Linked DNA regions of Sus scrofa: region 1 is linked to region 2. The links are chromatin contacts, called in public Hi-C maps. All regions are on one chromosome and are shown on one strand. Each heading gives the region's core, a stretch centred on a gene start, on an enhancer-like site or on the middle of the called end of the contact. The rest is flanking DNA. Distances are from core to core; before and after follow the strand shown. Region 1 holds the start of CPNE5 (copine-5). Region 2 overlaps LOC102161912 (a long non-coding RNA gene).

Region 1 (6,695 bases), core at 904-3,403, 200 kb before region 2:
GTTAACCCACTGAGCAAGGGCAGGACCGAACCCGCAACCTCATGGTTCCTAGTCAGATTCGTTAACCACTGCGCCACGACGGGAACTCCTCATGGATGTTTTTTTTTTTTCTTTTTACAGCCGAACCTGTGGCACATGGTAGTTCCTGGGCTAGGGGTCCAATCAGAGCGCGAGCTGCCGGTCTATACTGCAGCCACAGCAATGCAGGATCCGAGTCACATCTGTGACCTACACTGCAGCTTGCGGCAATGCCAGATCCTTAACCCACAGAGCGAGGCCAGGGATTGAACCCGAATCCACACAGACACTGTGTCGGGTACATTAACTCACTGAGCCACAACGGAAGCTCACGTGGATGGCTTTTAAAACCCTCCATCATTCGGCCCCATCCTAAGAGGTGGTCAAGACTCTTGTTCAGAGTCAGGCTTTGGTCTCAACAGCCTAGGTTCACCTTCTTGCTCTCCCACTTCCCAGTTGGGTAATCATGGGTGAGTTACTTAGCTTCCCTGGGATAATAATACCTCACACCTATACTTATTTTAAGACCTTATAATCGTGCATGGTCCTTATGAATATACTAAAAACCACTGATCTGTGTACTTTAAGATGGTGAATTTTATAGAACAGGAAAGTATCTAAAAATTAAGCATGGCGTCTGCCCTAGGATAGGCTCTTTGAAAACAGAGTGGTGATTATCATTCTTACCAAGGAGATTTCCCAAGGGCGGGAGCACCTGGCCGGGCACAGGGCAGGTACTCTGTAAACACTGGCAGAACATTCCATAAGTATGTTTGAAGCATGTCCAAGACAGGTATGGGGTGGGGGAATGGAGGGCACAGACATTCCAAGCCCAGTTTTTCGCTCTTGGGGAATGGAGGCCGGACTAATTCCTGGTGGTGACAGGGCCTCAAGGCTAAACCGGAGAGAGGGTGGAGCCCTCCTACCCAGTAACCGCCCACTGCCCTGGGAATCCCAGCGCCTTTGTTCTGGGTATCCCAGGTGACAGAACCCAGTCCAGCCAATCCTGAGCCATGGCTAAACGGAGAACACTTAACCCTAGAGGATGAACCTGTTCTTAATATTTTTCTTTGACTGGCTGTATGTGATGTTCTGGGAATTGACTTCAAACAATCGCAACGCCCCGTCAGGCGTCAGGCCCCGCTGCCAAAGCCAGGCCTAGAGGGCGGGGCTTTTCCCGGGCCAGCCTCAGGCTCCAGGCCTCCCCAGACCCCTCCCCGGGGCACAAAGGCGGCTCGGTCCAAACGCTAGGCGGTGGGAGCAGAAGGGGAGATTCCAGCTCAACAAAGCTGAGACAGGCTGAGGAGGGGCTGTGGGGGATTTCCTAGAAACCAGCCAATGTGCGAGGCCCAGGGGAGACGCCACGGAGCTGCAAACCCAGGTCCAGAAGGGCGAGACTGGGTCAGGGTCGGCCGCAAAGGGCTGGCTGGGAGGGGGCCGCCTGGGAGGCCCGCCTCAACTCTCTCCTCTCTCCCGAGGCTGGGATCTCCCACGGCTGGGATCGGAGCCTCGCACACAGCAGGCTCGGTGCAGGTTTCAGAAAAGCCCGGGGAGCTTGAACCACCCTGTGCTTGGAGGAAGCTTCTAGACCTGAGAGCTGGCTCAGCCTTGTGGTCACGACGACGGGACGCGGGTGGGGTGGGGGCGCTGGTGAGTGGCTTAGGTAGCTAATTCCGCGTGGCCAGGCCCAGAGGGAGCCAGAGGCGGATATTGGGGCGGGCGGGGGGCGCCCATACGCCCACCCTGCCTAGGCCTAAAGGGAAGCCGAGGCCGCCCCTCTGGGCACTGGGGTCGCCCCCACAGTCTTCCCCAGGAGATGAAGAGTCTGTTTCTGGACCGAGACCCGCCCCTTGGTGGGGCGCACCCTCAGCAAAGACACACACCCCCAAACCTCTGGGGGTGGGGGTGCTGTCTCTTTGCATACGTGCCCCCCCCCCGCCCGGCTCCGCACAGACCCTTCTCTTACAGATGCCCTTTGGTTCACACATCCCTCTTCCTTCCCGGCATCTGGAACCCCGTCCCCACGCGCGCCACACGCACGCACACACAGACTCACACGCTGGCACGGACACACTCACACCCGCGCGCAGACCCCGCCCGCGGCCCCGCCCCGGCCCCTGCGGGCGCCCCCTCCGGCGTTCGAGGACCCGGCACGCAGCCGGCCCCGGGTGGCGGGAGGCGGCGGCTTGGGGCAGATTTGATTTTCCCGCAGCCCAGGCGCCCCGGAGCCGGAGTCCGAGCCGAGGAGGTGGCGCTCGCAGCCGCGTCCCCAGCCCCGCCGCCGCCCGCGAGGAGACCCGGCGGGAGGCGGCGCAGCCTCTGAGCTCAGGGCTCGCTCGGCGCTGCTTGAGTCCCACCACCCCCACAGCCCGCGCCCCATCCCGCCCCCCACGCCCCTCGCCTTCTCCTGCACCTCCTCTGCCCCCACCCCCAAACTCCCCGCCCCTCTGCCGGGGCCGCTGGCCACGACTCCGCGAGTCCCTCCCCGCGCCCCTCCGGCTTTCCCCGCTGCGCCCGGCTCCCTGAGCTGCTTGCCCCTCTCCGCTGGGCCCCCAGCCTCGTCGCGTCACCCGCACCCTCTCCTCTATCCTCGGCCCCCGCTCCCTCCGCCCCCCTTCCCTCTCTCACTTCCCACGCCCCCTCTTTCGCTCTCCTCTCTCCTCCCTTTGCCGCCCAGCCCCAGCTCCGGAGTTGGGGGAGAGACCAGGGTTTCTGTTGCTCCGGAGCAGGCGTGAATCGCGCAGGGATTGACGAATTTAGGGTGGGGGGCACGGTGGGCTATGGAGCAGCCCGAGGACATGGCGTCGCTGAGCGAGTTCGACTCCTTGGCGGGCAGCATCCCGGCCACCAAGGTGGAGATCACCGTGTCCTGCAGGTGAGCTGCCCGCTGGCCGGGGCCCCCCTGCCCCGCCCCTGGACCCGAAGCCCCTCGGCCCCTGCGGCTGCGACCCTCTGCCTTCGCGCGCCCGCTTCCAGAGTCCTTTCCTCCAGGACGCCCCTCTGCCTGTGGGGCAAGAGCCCCTGTCCAGCCACGGGTGGCGACGGGGGATTGGGAAAATAGGTTTAGGGTCGTTTCCCGGAAAGTTTGCACTCGCGGCTGTTGTTGTGAGGAGATAAGACACAGGAAAGGGCCCAGGCGCACGAGTGGGGAGACGGAGGTAGTGAAAGGACGTGGCAGGGTCTTCACGCAGTCTCTTTCTGATTATCCCCTCCCCAAATCGAGAAAAGAGTGGTTGCCTCATTCCTGCCAGGCGTGCCCAGCCTCTGCCCTCTGTGCCCTCCTCTCTCTTCCCCCCTCTCCTTTGCCCCAACCTTCTCACTCTCTCCTTCCTCACCCACCCACCCACTATTCTAGACCCAGGATTCTAAAGCCTTTCATCACCTCCGACAACAAAATGACTCTTGGAAAAGGATCATATTGATTCATTCATCCTGAGGTGTGGATAACTGATAACAACTTAAAGAGGCACATTAAAAAAAATAAATAACCGGGGTGCAAAATCTTAAGCAGAAGGACTAGAACACTGAGTGTGGAATTTTAGAGTCCAGCAAGGGTGTGTGTGTGTGTGTGTGTGTGTGTGACATGTCACACAGGTTTCAGGAGTGACTTCTCCATCTAAACTGGGTCTCCCCCCGGTTCTTCTGTCTGAGAGGAAGGCTGCCCAGGCAGCAAGGGGTACAGTGGGGAAGGGAGGATTTTTCCCTAGTGTAGTCACCCTGTGGCTGGCCCAGGGATTCTGAGGGGCAACTGTGGCCTATGCATAGTTCACCTCTTGAGTTTTTGCTGGAGATGCCATTCCCCCACCCAAATGACCAACAGCATTTTTGGGTTCTGGGTGTGCACTTGTTCCAAAGAGCCACCCCATCCTCTTCCAGGCTCCTCTTTGGTCAGACCTTTTATCCACCCTCACAGCCCCCCAACCCTGTATCCCAGAGGTGCAGCACTGAGAAGGTGTAGATGGAGTCAGAGTAGCCAGTCTGGGATGTGAGAGAGGGAAGGACTGGGGGGTTAGGGGGGTTAGATTGAGTGCGGGTGAGGGCTGATGAGGTTAAACACAGCTGGTCCCCTGCGTCAGGCCCTTCTGGGGACCCCTGTGATAGCCCCACCCATCTCCCCCTTGGTCCCACACACAGTTTTGTCAGAATTATCTCCCAAGGCCATTTGCATCATGCCATTCCTCTGCTGGGAGATTCCTGATGGCCCATTAGCTCCAGTCTCACCAACCTCAGCCATCAACAGCTGCCACAAACCGCCCTCCCCTCTCCCGCGGGGCACATGTCCCCGCTCCTGACACTCCTTCCCAACCTTCAGTCACGCCTGTGTCAGAGCTGTCTTAGGATCCTTCTCTCCTCAGAGGCTCCAAACAGCCTGTTCCCCATCCAGACCTCACCCCTCCTTGATCTCTACCCATTCATGTCCACCCATCCTGAAAGGCCTGGCCCCGTACTCCCCACTTCCAGCCCTCCTCACCCATGAGATGCCCAGCCCGGATCACTGTCTTTATGGCCCCTGGGTCCTGAGTGCTCAGCCTGGGCCACAGGGTCTCTCACACACTGAACACGAAAATCTCAGAAGCCCTCTTCCCCCAAAGCAGTTTTGTAGGCATTTGAGGGCGGGGATCCCCACCCTGACTCAGACTCTCTACTCCAGGGGAGAGGAGGAGTCAGAGGGCGAATGGCATGGTGGCTTTGGAGTCAGACACCTTCACATGGAATCTGCGCCACCACTGGGGGCAAACTTTTAGCCTTGGTTTCCCCCATTTGTCAAGTGCAAACAAAGAGCCTGGATTCGTTGAGAAACATTTGCCAAGGTAGCCCCTGTGCTTGGAAGCATGGCTGGCTCCCAGCAGGTACTCAGCAAATACTGTTGGAGGAATTTGCTTACTGTTGGAGAGGATCATTAGGCATCTAGCACCCTACTTTGTGCTTGCTTTGCACACACAGTAGTTGCTTAATAAAGAGCTACAATGATTACTGTAAGGCAATGGTGCTTGGCCCCTCCTGTTTACTCTCTGGAAGTGGTGATGTCCCAAGGATTCAAACCTTTTGCCTAAGCATTACTCAGGGATATAATTGAATTCTGACGGGGGTGGGGGTGGGGGTGGGGTTCTGGGATCCCATCCCCTTTCATGTGATGTCAGCCTGAGGCGAGCATGACCCAGGGGATGGTAAGTGGGTTTGGGGAGGAAAGAGTGAGGAGAGAAGGGGTCACCAGAAACAGAGAGGAGACAAGAAAACAGTGTGGGTGGCCTGGAAATTGTAAGTCCATTGCTTTGCCTTAACCAGGTCCAACTATCTAATTTCTAGAACAGATCGAGAAAGGGGGAGAGAGTAGAGGAAAAGGAGGAGGAGAGGAGGAGGAAGCTGGTGGGGAAGAGGGGGAACTGCACAGAATGATTTTCTCCAGTGTATGCTATATTTCATGGCCACCAACTAATGAGAGGCAAGGCCTCATTTGCTGCCTCTCATGGTCGGCTCTGACCGGGGCCCCAGGGAGGAGGCTATGGGGTGCCTCTGCCCTGAACATCTAGGTGACACCTGCCAGGTGGACAGGGACTAGCAGGGCAGGCAGAGCAGTTGGTGGGCAGAGAAGTCCAGGGGGCTTCAGAATATTCAGGCATCTGGGGATGAGGGGGCCAGTGTTTCAAAGGAACTAGAAACTGGCATTTCTGGGAGCTGGCTCCTTAGGAAGGTCCCTGCCACCCCCTGCAGCCCTAAGAGGTTTCTGCTGCTGCCTAGGGGAGGACCTAACCCCTCACCCCACCGTCATGCCTATCCGAGAACACCCCTAGCTGAGCAAAGCTGCCTGGCCCAGGGGCATATCTGAGCCCCAGCCCGGGACCAAGCAGAGGCTCATCCAAACCTCTGCTGAAGGCAGATGACACCATGGGATGGACATGTTTGGGCCTCTGCTTTTGTGTTTGCTATCTTCTGGACTAATCATTTGTCTACTCCCAAACAATTATTTTTACTGATTTTGGTAAACTTAGGACCAAAGATTTTAAAGCCTCTGGTTGTTTAGTTCACTACTTAAGAACATAAGCCTGGAGTTCCCTGGTGGCACAGTGGGTTAAGGATCTGGCGTTGTCACTGCTGTGGCTCTGGTTATAGCTGTGGCAAGCATTTGATCCCTGGAACTTCTGCATGCTGTGGGTGTATGGCAAAAAAAATTAAAAAAAAAAAAAAAAGAAACGTGAGGTGCAGTGGGTTAAGAATCTGACTACAGCATCTCAGGTCACTAAGAGGCACAGGTTCAATCCCCGACCTGGCATAGTGGGTTTAAGGATCCTGTGTTGCTGTAGCATAGGTTGCACCTGTGGTTCAGATTCAGTTCCTGGCATGGGAATTCCATATGCTGTGGATGCAGCCATTAAAAAAAAAAAAAAAAAGGAGCATGAGTCCATGGGGTCTGTCTACCTAGGTTCAAATCCCTGTGATCTTGGGTAAAGTACTTAACCTGGGCCTTAGTTTCCTCATCTGTAGAGGAAGCATAATAATCCTTATCACAGTAGAAGGATTAAATGGATTAAGCCATGAATAGCAATTTATGATGCCTATTATTTGACACCTGGAAGTAAATAAAAAATCTGTCTCTATAGTTGATTTGGTAGGTCCGGGAGATCTGATTCATCTAGAAAGTCTTATGCCCTCTCCCCATGCCCCAGCTTTTTTTTTTT
Region 2 (6,284 bases), core at 2,541-5,040:
ATCTTTTCCGTGTGCCCTTCTTCTTGGTCTCTGCTCTGTTAGGCAATAGCTAGCACATCTGACAAGTGGATTGGTGTTACTGGGTTAATGTGTCACCCTCCCAAGTAGCAAATGTGCAGTTTTCACAGGGGCCAGGAAGAGACAAGGCCGTATGCCCAGAGCTGAATGACGTGAAGATCACCAGAAAAACAAGAGGCCACCCTGCTGCTGGTCTCATTTCCTCTGTTCCACTCCCGTTTCCTCCTTCATCACATCCCCTCCCTTGGCACAGATGACCATGGCCACAGCTCCTACCTCAGCAAATGCCAGGTCCCCACCCTCTACCACCATTTGGCCTGAGCTGCCATACTGAAAGCGAAAGGAGGAGTTGGAACAGAAAGAAAAATAATAAAACCACAGAAAGAGAAGAAACAGCTGGCAGAATATTGGAAAAATTCCCAGGCAGGAATCCCCAGCCCTCAAGGGCTGAGCCTGACTGAAGACACTCTTAAAGGGCAATCTGGAAATTCGCTCTTAACACTGTTGCCAACTCACGGGAATACGTGACCCCTGGAAAGTGTATATGCATGAAGTCAAGTGGCATTTTGAGGGTCAGAGTGGAGCTAAGATGGGGAGGGGAGGGGGAGGGGACGCAAAGTGGGGGCATGTGTCTGAGGACTAGGCCTCTGTGGGATTCCAGTGATCAGGGCCTTTCCCCGAGGCAGAATCCAGGAAGGAGAAGGCTTGGCCAAACTATGCAGCCAAGAGGGTGTGCATGCAGGTGCAGGGAGGGGCACTCCAAGAGGCTGCACTGGCAGCAGCGGGTGGTGGCAGCCAAAATAAAGTTGGCTGCTCTTACCTAAACCAGAATGAAATTTTATATCCGTTCAGGAAACATGGATGAAAACTGGAAAAGGTTGAAACAAGGATCTGGCTTGTGCTTCTAAGTGTCTGGAGCAGGCATGGCAGTGGTTGGCAGACAGGGAGGCAAAAGCAGTGGTACCACCCACACAAAAGTGTGGCTCCAGCCGTGCACAGGGAGCTGCAAGCTGGCCACCAAGAGGGGCTGGCATTGGGATTTCTGATGAAGAAATGTGAAGGGACCTGCAGAGCAGGGGATGGGAGAGAATGGGGGTGGGGCTGTGGCTCACCTGAACACTGGGTTTGAGGGAGTTTGGAGAGAGGGCCTGAGGCTGGATGCTGCGCAAAGCATCGTTGTCTTCTGGCCAAGTCTGGGAGACCCTTTGAGCCGCCTTGTTTTTGGCTCAGGGCTTGACCCACCAGAAAGGCCTCTTCACCCCTCATGAATTGCAATTAATAATAATACAAATAATAATCCACAGTGAACTGGTGGCCTCTTAGATGGGGAGGGAACAATTTATACCAAGTTCATTAATTCCAGAGAAGGTATGGCCTAAGGAATATTCCAAGCCCTATGTACTTAATCTTCTTTCTCTTCACTCTTCTCCCACCTCTTCAATGAGGCCAGGGGGCTGCATTTCCCCCCGAACTCCCAAATCTTTCCAACCACATGCCCCCAGTTTAATCTTATAAAGGCACTGGGTCCCCTTGTCCAACATTTGCTGCCCTCTGGACCAGCCCATGTTACCCAGCAACCTGACTTCTCACCCTTTCTCACTGAGGGTCGCAGAGTGTCATGGTCAGAGCATGGGCCCTGGGTTTGAATTCTGCCTCCACCACTCAGTGTCAGTGCTTCCTCATCTGTGGACTAGAGATAATAACCATACCTACTTTATATGGGTGTTTTGAAGATAAAATGAATAAAGTATTTAAAATAGTACCAGGTATGTAGTAAGCTCTCAATAAATGTGAGCTATTATTTATGTTGTTGCTATTTACTGCAATGTCCATGGAGGAGGGATTTTTGTTCACCAACCTCATCCAGGTAACTTGAACAGTGTCCAGTACATAGTAGATGCCTAATGAATGTATGTTAATTTATTCATTGTTGTAAATGCTCTGTTCTAACCAAACTCTTCCCTGTAACATACTTTATACCTTCCTACTTCCATGCCTTTGCTCACCCCATTCCCACTTCTTAAAGGGCCTTACCATTCCAATGTAATTCCTCCTACTACTTAAAATTTCCAGCTCCTGCCTCCCCTCCCTTCAGAGGGCCTCCTCCTTCAGGCTCAGAACTTGTACAAAACGAGCACTCAGTAAAGGCTCAGTGGTTTGTGGATGGGTTTTTTTACACTTTGGCTCCAAAACAGAATTTCCTCACTGACTTGGCACTTAATGTTTACTGCCTCCTGGGGTGGCCTCTAAGAAGTAGAGTCCCCAGTTACTATATATGTCCTTTATCTTGTGACATTGAGAGAGAACTTCCCAGGTAAAGGCACCTGAATAACTAGACAGAACTAGACATGTGGTCTCCAAACCACAGTTTCTGGGATTCCTAATTGTTGAGAGACATGGCATCTGTTTGCCCAAGAAACAGGAGCCAGGCAGCTTTGCATTAACAGGCTGCTTTCTGCCCTGGACAGGGCAACAGCTGCCTATAACTTGGCTGTTTATCTGCTAAAAAAAGAAATTCCATGGTGACCAGTTGACTCAAACCAACTCCCAGTGTGAGGCGGTAGTTTCAAAGTCCCTAATGACACCAAATGCTTTCCACCCAGTCCTTAATAAAAAGAAGAAACCAAAAGAAAAGAAAAAAGAAAAGAAACAAGGGCAAAACTTGAACAGGAATTTGCATGAGTCCATATTCTAAACCACCCAGAGTGTTCAATGTCAGATCTGGAATTGGATCTAGAAGGTTGTAGGCCTAATAGCCCCTTCCAAGCAAGCTTGTCTCCTGCAAAGGGCCCTTCCCCAGAGACAGAGCACTCACCACTTCCTGAGAAGGCCCACTGCTTGTCTTCAGAAGCCTGGGGGCAGGCAGAGGACAGGAGACTGACCTTACTGGTGGCACTTACACACCAAGCTGTCCATGAGGCTCCTTGAATAGCATGGTTTCATGTTTTGCTCCACCGCCAACAGACACACACTCATCACATACTAGGCCTTCTCATACATGCATTACATACATGGCTCTCTTTTGATCCTCACATGCAGCCAGGAAGGCAGGCCTAACTAGTTCTGCAATTTTAAGGTGGAGAAACTTAAGCTGAGGAAGATGAACTGTCCCCCGTGCACCACTTGAAAATGTCCCAGCTGGATGGAACCTGGGCCCAGAATCCATTCTCTGAGTCTAGAGCTAAGTGGAATTTAGTGTGGGCCCTTCTTTCCCAGGAGAGTGCCACTGCCTCCTCTCCAATACCACGGCCATGCTTCATGCCTCCCAGTCACTACTATCTATGTGAACTTTGCGCTTTGCCCCTATTGACTCAGAAGTGCTGCCTGATAAAGACGGCATCGCCCAGCTTTATAGTTTCCTCCCAGCCTTTCTGGCGACACCTGAGCTTGCTGCTTCCCTCTTCCCCCACCCCCATCCCCACACTCTCTCACTCATGTACAGTCACCCTCGCACACTCAGAGTCTCACTAGTCACATACACCATACATACATGATCACATACATTCACACATAGACACACATAAGCATTCGTACATTAACACACATACAGTCATCCACCTCTGTGGTGGTTAATGAGTGAGGACTACTTTCTAGGAAATCATGCTTGCTTCTCCTAATGCCCTTTCCTAGCCACTGGAGTTATAGGCTTCTGCCTTATTTCATGTTTAATAAATGAGCAACTCACCCTCTAAGGACCATGGTCCCTAACTTCCTATACTTACAAGCAAACCTGCATGTTCTCTGCATGGAGTTGAGAACTAGCTTTCTTCCCCATGCTGCCACCTTGTGTCCTGAGCCTAGAACTGCAGACTTTGTGCCCAGAGGATACTCACTTGCCTAGGGGGTTCCAGTACCCACGTGGGCTGTTGAGGGAGGTCTACATCCAGCTGACCCTCTCTAAAGATGGGCAATCTGAGGAAATGAAGATACCCTCTTCCTTTACCTGATCGTCATATGCAGTCCATTGGCATGGGAGTTGGGTGGGTGTACCGCTTAGACCGTGTGTGGAAGAACTCTTATGGTGAAGAAGCCAACAATCATCATATAATCATAGGATTGCTGACTTACATCGGTGTCTTTTTCTCTTTTCTTTCTTTCGCTCTTTTTTTCGGGGGGGGGGGTCTTTTTAGGGCCACACCCATGGCATATGGAGGTTCCTAGGCTAGGGGTCGAATTGGAGCTGCGGCTGCTGGCCTGCACCACAGCCACAACAGCACCAGATCTGAGCAACATTTGTGACCTATACCACAGCTCACGGCAACACTGGATCCTTAACCCACTGAGCGAGGCCAGGGATTGAACCTGCATCCTCATGGATACTAGTCGGATTTGTTTCCTCTACACCACTGTGGGAACTCCTTGACATCCTTCGAATCATCCTGATAGTGGATTTGGCTAAACCTTGGTGAGGAAGGTGTGATAGCAGATAACTTTGTGACATCTGACACTAACCCAAGAGCTGCCCTTTGCTCCTTGCCTAGGGCCTTGAAAGTCTGCCTGTGGCCTCTGGCCTAGAGCTTGAGCTATAGACATAGGTGTGACTGGCTCTCCCCTTGACCTCATTTACCCGACTCAAGGACACTTCCAGGCCTCTGCCTTTGGTGAGGCAGCCCAGGAGGTATGCCCCCTTTCCTCCTTGAGCCCATAGCCAATGTGTTTCAGGCAGTGATTTCATCTCATCTCTTATTTTACTCGATTTTATTTTTGGCCCTCTGATGCAGTGCGATGAATCAATCCTACACCCCAGATGATGGCTCACAGTCATCACTAGTCCTGGCAAGTCCATTCTTGTTTTATGTATTCCCCTTTACCCTGTGGATCACTGCCATCCCCCTACCCCACAGGCAGCCATTCTAGTGTATCCTTTTATCTATATGTATTCTAAGTGCAGGGTTTTTAGGCATGTGTTGCTATACACCATTGCCTAGTGCCTTATTCTTTCATTACCATTTTCCTAGTAGTGTTATTTAATGTGTTTGGGAAAGGGTTAATGTATACCTGTCAAAGAGTGCAGGTGCCCTAAGTGTTCACTGAGACTCTGCATTAGTGATTATGGAAGTGACTGCACTTTTTCACTGAGTTGTGTTTCCTAGAACATAACCTCAGGATTGTGGCCCATGGGTGACCCGACTGGGCAAGGCTGCCTTTGTTCTCTAACCTGAAGATAGTAATAGCACCTACCCTCTGAGGGTTGCTGTGATTAAATCGTTAACAAGGTGAACAGTGCTGGGCACCTATGAAACTTTCATTAAAGATTATTGGTGGGTTTTTTTCCCATTTAAACCATATACTAGCCCTATAAAATAGTATATTAATTCCATTTTACAGATGACAAGACCAAGGCCTAAGGAGCCATGGAAGATGCTCACGCTTGCGTAACAGTATTGCCCGGAGCCAAATCCAGGTCTCCAGACTCTGAATGCTGTGCTCTCCCGCTAGAAACAGCCATAGAACTCGATCCCAAGGCGCAACCTGGAGATATTGTGAAGAACCTTCTTGATGTTGCTCTGAGCAATGAAAGACGACCCAGTGGCCACTGCAGAGACAACTCCTGGCCCTGGCAGTCTTCATTCTTCATTGGCATCATTTTCCCATACTGCGGCCTTCACACCCACTGGCCCTCCCTAAGAAATAACCTGCTTCCTCCAGGGGTTTAACAGGTATCCATGTAGCCTCTGAATGAATGTGAATCCCAATGCCAAGGCTGTTAAGAGCATATACACACAGCTGAGATGTGCCACAAGCGCTTAGGCCTAAGAAGTCAGGCTTTGGGTTCTAGTTCTGGCTGTGGCATTTCCTCACTCTAGGGTAAGTTAGTTTCCTTCTCTAAGCTTCAGTTTCCACATCTGTGCAGTGGGAATAGTAACTGTTAACAGAGCTGCATGAGGATTAAGATTTGAGACTGCTCCAATCTCAAATACTAACACTTGCCTGACTGCTGTAGCACAAAAGCCTGTTAAAAAGCATGCTCCTACTTTGGATGAATTGTCACCCACTGTATGCATTGAACCTTTTTCCTTTCCCCTCCAGGAAGATGACTGTCTGGACCTGCCATCCTTACAAAAAAACACCTCATTCTTTTTCTGGACTTGCCAAATTCTAGAATGTCAGTGCTGAAAAAGACCTTGCAGGCCATTTGGTCCCAGTGTAACAAACTTGTCTTCAATCATGGGCTGCCTCCGCCTGAAGCAGTGGATAAAGCTGAGTCAGAGCTCAGCTGGCAGACATTTGTTACAGGGTGCAAGGAGAAGGTGCAGGCCACCATG

The links. A called contact is a pair of places that touch in the nucleus more often than the background predicts.
Region 1: a Hi-C map of fetal skeletal muscle shows a contact between it and region 2, with 3 times the contacts expected there. The contact joins the promoter of CPNE5 here to the enhancer-like site in region 2. A contact is called at or near these places in 12 of 47 Hi-C or Micro-C datasets (embryonic fibroblasts, epiblast stem cells, fetal heart ventricle and 7 more) and 1 of 2 datasets of contacts at active chromatin or transcription factors (alveolar macrophages).

Annotation. Positions count from the first base shown.
Region 1 is chr7:32,503,848-32,510,542 of Sscrofa11.1, reverse strand. It overlaps CPNE5 (copine-5), which reads left to right and starts at 2,153. Exons shown (of 23, transcript XR_002345691.1): 1 at 2,153-2,893.
Region 2 is chr7:32,310,882-32,317,165 of Sscrofa11.1, reverse strand. It overlaps LOC102161912 (a long non-coding RNA gene), which reads left to right. Exons shown (of 4, transcript XR_304410.3): 2 at 5,347-5,678; 3 at 6,049-6,284. Among named protein-coding and RNA genes, the nearest start is that of SRSF3, 25 kb to the right of the region's middle. Within about 2 kb of position 3,790, at least 25 of the 83 cell types and tissues checked have an H3K27ac peak or open chromatin away from gene starts, as enhancers often do. A contact at or near this core is called in alveolar macrophages, fetal skeletal muscle and retroperitoneal adipose tissue, where this site is marked.